Regions from separate parts of the Mus musculus genome. Here region 2 is linked to region 1. The links are chromatin contacts, called in public Hi-C maps. All regions are on one chromosome and are shown on one strand. Each heading gives the region's core, a stretch centred on a gene start, on an enhancer-like site or on the middle of the called end of the contact. The rest is flanking DNA. Distances are from core to core; before and after follow the strand shown.

Region 1 (2,700 bases), core at 41-2,540:
AAGGGTGGCTCTTATCAGAAAGGACCACAGAAAACAAGTACAGGTGAGAAAGCAGAGAAAATGCAGCCTTTCTATAGTGTTGATGGGAATGTCAGTGGGTACAGCCTGTGAGTGTTAGAGCTCAGATGGAAAGGTATCCTGGCAGTTGGGAGCTGAGGAGTCACACTGCACAACAAACTTCTCACAAGAGGTTTATTGGGAGGGAAAGACCCAGGAGGGCAGCTGCTTCTGCTCCGGCAAGAAGCAGTAGAGGACAGAGTTTATTATATAGGATTTCATGAGAGACGGAGCTTTCCAGGGTGGGGATTGATGGGATTAAAATCTTGAAAAGTCTTGAGCTGGGCTTTTTATTCTGTGGGGCAGGGGCTGAGCCCTGCCATTAGGGCAGAGTGTTTTGTGGGTGAAACCTGACAGAGGCCCTCAGGGAATGGGCCTGGCCAATCCTGTGCCTCAAGGGGCTTCTATAGCCACTATGGGAGAACATGTGGAGGTTCTCAAAAAAGTAAATATGTTTTTCCTAAAATTTAAAACATCAAAATGTTCTTCCCTTAAAAACCAGAAATCCATATCATCTTTATTGCCTGTGCATTTAACTTGGTATCATTTAGGCCTTGAAAGTGTTATATAGTATTTTTAAAAACAGAATGAGAATATATATATTTCTAGGTTAGATATCTTCCACCACAGCTGCTGAGCTATAAGGATATGTCTCACAAGACACCAAAGAAAACTTTTATCTCATTTCTCTATGCCTACAGTTAAGATCACTTTCAAAAAAACCAATACTGTTTTGTATTTGACTTCTCTGAATGGAACATTTATTTATGTGTTCTCTTGAAAAGGATTTTCCAGGGCAGAAGAATCACAAGTTCAAGACAAGGATACAGAGAGTTCCAGGCCCACCGAGACCAACCTGTCTCCTCACAGTCACTCACTGGGCAACTGACAAGAGCTGAACGTGATTTCCAGGGCAGATCAAAATTGAGAAGAAAGCCGTCCTTCCAAAATGGCTTAAGTGTTCAACTTCATAAATATAAAACATAGTAAGTGCTAGAAGCTGCTGGCCTTGTAGGAGAGGAAGGGAGAGGGTGGGAGGAGCTGGCAGGGAAGAAGTAAGACTCAGACAAACAGTAGTGATTCCATGTTCCTGAAATAAATTGTAGCCAAACAGAATCCTGAGTGGGTAGTCCGAGCCAAGTATCAAAGTGTACTGAACGTCCTAACCCTCGTGTGCACCTCTCATGAGGCCAGGGCTTAGGGTTTCTCCCAAAATGATCTTTAGATTCACAGTAGCGACACGGGCAACCTCCTGTCAACAAACAGTTGTGAAAATAGCCCTGGCCTTTATGTCTACTGGCCCATGTCCTCCAAAAAGTCAACATAGAGCTAAAAGCAAACAAGCACAATGCCAAGAAAAATTAAGTAACAGGCTTTTGACACACTTCAGACTTCCCATGTTTCACACATCTTAAGAAAATAATCTATCTTTATCCATAAAAAGCATTTATTGTTCTCCAGAAATAAATTTCTAATGTGGTATATTCATTTAGTGAAACATCTTTCAGCCTTATAATACATGAATACTTGCAAATATTTTTTAATATTATTATCAAGTTAAAAATGGCTGTTATATATCAGTGGAAATTGCTGAGTTATATTTTGAAAGGGGAAAACAATAAGATTATATATATATATATTCAAAATAAACATGTCAAAGGTATTTATTTAATGTATGATTAATTATTTGAAAAGAAAATACATGTTACAATAAGTTGAAAGACAAAATATATTTTCTTAAACCTTTATTATAAAAAATTTAGACATAAAAACTATCACACACCAATACTAACCAGCTCTAAAATCTATACATCTCAACGTGTACTTTTACATGGCTAGGATAGGCCTGCTGAAGCAATTGAATATATATTTTTGTGAACTTATCTACCATCAAAAACTAAAAATGCATGACAGAGTTAGAACTAGAGAAACAATTAGCTTTGCATCCTATTTATAGTGGAGTCAATAGGCTGGACTCAGTCCTTCCATGGAGAAAGTAAAGAACCATGACTCTACATGGAAGGAGTTAGTGTTGAAGGATATTTGCCCAGGCACAAAACCTGGCTTTCTTCTGGGAACAGAGTGACTGCCTATCCAGTGGACTGAAGCCACTGCAAGTTTAGAGATAACAACTGTTCACATTTGCAATAGTCAGTTATCTGCAAAGTACAAAGTTGAAAAAATGGCCCAGGCAGAGACAAAAGGCCACATCTCAGACCCATATTATTTCTGGTTTTCATTCTTTACCCCCCCACCACCACCACAAGGATACTTTATAGATATTTTTATCAAGTCCAAATTCAACATGCAAATGAGATTTTATCAGGGAAGAGATGAACTTTGGAGGGCCACACGCCATTGTAACAGCTAAATATTGTTTTCTACCCAAGATCCAATCTTTGTCTCCTTTGGGTAATTATGAATTCCATGACTTAGAAGACAGAGGATTTCCAGATAACCCCAACATTTGATTGAAAAGGTATCTTAGTTGTCAGAACAAATTATCCCCAAAATACTATAGCTTGCTGTGTGTGTATGCATGTATGTAAAGTGTATATGTGTGTATATGTGTATATGTGTGTATGTATGTGTATGTATGTGTGTATGTGTGTGTATGTGTATTTGTGTGTATGTGTATGTATG
Region 2 (2,783 bases), core at 257-2,756, 91 kb after region 1:
ATCTTCAGCTAAGTTCAGAGAATCTGGATACAAACAGGGTAGAAAGGACACACAGTCCCAACAAGAGCACCGGGAAGGAAAAAACAAACAGGAAAATAGAAGACATTTTGAAAAGATAAAGCCATGATAATTCAGGAATGCTGTGGATGGGAGAATTAGTAGACAAGGACATTAAAATAGCTACCAAAAGCCTATTCCCACCCCACCCCCCTGCTCAAAAGTTAAAAGGAAGCAGTGGGGTTAATGGTAAGGAGTAGCTAAGGAGATGCAAGAGGGTGTCATGACACAGGGATGGCTAGCTCTGAATGGTTTCACAAAGGCAATGTGTGAGGCGAGGAGAACAGCCAGAGGGACTGGCAGCCATCTAGACACTACCTTGGTGTAGCTGGTGATGTAGAAGTCACAGCACAGAAAACTATGTACAAAAGAATCCAGAGAAGAAACACTGGGGGGGGGGGGGTGAACAGAGCACCAGTGAACTATGGGGCAAGTCCTCTCACCCTAACACCTGTGCAAATAGAGTCCCAAAGGGGCCAAAACTTACTTCAAGAAATAATGGCTGAAAACATCCACAGTCTTGAAACCAATTAAATCTTTAGTGTCACAATGCTGTAGCAGTTCCCCAAAGAGAAACTCACTATGACTGCACTAAGCATCCATGCTTGAGTAGTGAACCTACCTAAAGTTAGTGGTGACCAGATAGCCAGGAAGCCTACAGAGGAAGGCTCGCTAAGGAACAAAGAAAATGGCAGCTGACTTGTAGCCAACCAGGAAACCAAGGCACAATAGTGCAGTGTAGCAAGACTTCCTGGACCCAACGCACCCCAGCAGGGCAGCACCTTAAAAGCACTGAAAGATAAAAGAATCTGTCAGCCTAAATTATATACTCAGTAACTACAGCTTTCACATAGAAATGTAAAATGAAGGCATACAAGCTGAAACCATTCCTCAACAGTAAAACTGCCCAACAGGAAATGTTAAGGGAAAGTCTTCAGTCAAAAAATAATAGCAAATGAAATCTAGATCTATCAAATGAGTAAGGAACATAAAAAGTGGTAATTAGGTAAGGTCTGGGAGAGATCTTGTTATTTTTTCTCACCATACACCACTCAAGCCCTCTTTCATTTATTATTGCTATTATGGTTTTTGAGACAGGGTTTCATGTAGCCCAGGCTAGCTTCAAACTTTCTGTGTACCAAAGATGGCCTTGAACTCTGCCTCCCAAATACAGAAGCTACAGGGCTGTGTCACCAATACCACTTGGAAACAAAGAGAGTTTGAAAAAGTAACTCTTGCTTTCTGTCTTCGTGGAGCTTAAAACCTTATTGAAAATATCAATGGACCACTCATCTGAAAATTTCACTCACATGCAACAACGTGTTCTATTAAAATAAAAGGCAAAGTTGGAAGTATTGATTTTGTCTGATCACCAACTGTATCGGTGAAGACAAGGCAGTACCTCTGGCCCAGGATCACAGTGCCATCCGTGTCACAGGCTGGCATGGTAAATAAGTGTTACAAAAGCAAACACAGTCTATCTCCAGTTCACTAGGTTTGTGATAGGAAACACTGCACTATTCATATTTGAGTTTTGACTGCATGTATTTCTACAATTAAGGTTTATACTGGTTAGGTAACACTCAAATTTTAGTAATAATTCTTCTTAACTAAAACAGCAATGCTACCTTTTATTCATAAAATCTTCCTTCCTCATGTTTGAAAGATTGGGAATACACATAAAAATAACACATCAATGTACCTAAAGGATCCTTCAAGAGAAAGTCAAACCAAAGATTACGGCATTATCATAATTACAAAGCAAATGAGTCACGAAAGGAAGCTTTTATGTTCTTGTTCTTTTGATACTTCACTTTTGTGCCATTATATGTATTTTTCAGTGCATAGTTTTTAACTTTCTTATTTTTGAGATTATAATATAACCACATCATTTCTCTCTTCCCTTCCCTCCCACAGCCCTCTACTTCCTCTTTCAAATTCATGGCCTCTTATTTCATTAACTGTTGTTGCGTGCATGTTTATATAGTGTGTTTAATAATAAGAGCTTACAAGCATATCCCTAAATACAACCCGCCCAGTCAAAATAATGTTATTTGTATGCATGTTTTCAAGACCATCTGCTATTGGATAACTGGTCGGTGTGCTCTTCCCTGGGGAAGACTATTTTCCCAGCATTCCTCGGAGCCTATAGTTCTTTGAGTGGGGCTGAAGTCTTGTTGGGCTCTTTTTAATTGTAATGAGGTTATATGTCAGGGAGGGGGGGAATTAAATTTTATTTACATTAAAATACAATCTGCCACAGAAGTGGTAACAGTATAAGTCTATTTAGCCAAGTTAGCAAAAATGAAATAATCTGCCTTCTGATTTGCCCTTTCTTATCTGGACAGCTACCAGTAGCCCCTACCACCACCACCACCACCACCACACTTTCAGTGGATAGTCCTACATTATCTTTTCTTTTGGGGAGTTCTTTTGGGGAGGCTTCTTACTGAAGCTATTCTAAATTTTGTCAAGTTGATACTAAAACTAACCATCCATCATAAAGCTATTTCCATATTGTCAAATTAACTCCTCACATGATAGATAGTATGGGCAGAATTATGCCTCTTCCATGTCCTGAAAAACAAAAAACAAACAAACAAGCAAAATCTTCTTAGGTTAAATACTTTCCTCCAAATTTGATAGCATATGGTGTAGTAAACCAGCCCGCGGCCTACATGAACCAGGGATTTCTGGAAGGCAGGCTGGGGCTGAAAGAGACTTAG

What was found. Hi-C and Micro-C count contacts between places; a contact is called where the count stands out from the background.
Region 2: a contact with region 1 is called in a Hi-C map of liver, with 2.8 times the contacts expected there. The contact joins two enhancer-like sites. A contact is called at or near these places in 2 of 484 Hi-C or Micro-C datasets (liver and nephron progenitors), 3 of 115 datasets of contacts at active chromatin or transcription factors (embryonic stem cells, extraembryonic endoderm stem cells and trophoblast stem cells) and 2 of 9 other capture datasets (embryonic stem cells and liver).

Annotation. Positions count from the first base shown.
Region 1 is chr1:151,126,976-151,129,675 of GRCm38.p6, forward strand. All of the region lies in intron 1 of Gm36139 (a long non-coding RNA gene), which reads right to left. Among named protein-coding and RNA genes, the nearest start is that of C730036E19Rik, 9.7 kb to the right of the region's middle. Within about 2 kb of position 1,291, at least 23 of the 459 cell types and tissues checked have an H3K27ac peak or open chromatin away from gene starts, as enhancers often do. A contact at or near this core is called in liver, where this site is marked.
Region 2 is chr1:151,217,270-151,220,052 of GRCm38.p6, forward strand. No RefSeq gene overlaps it. Among named protein-coding and RNA genes, the nearest start is that of 3110040M04Rik, 15 kb to the left of the region's middle. Within about 2 kb of position 1,507, at least 9 of the 459 cell types and tissues checked have an H3K27ac peak or open chromatin away from gene starts, as enhancers often do. A contact at or near this core is called in liver, where this site is marked.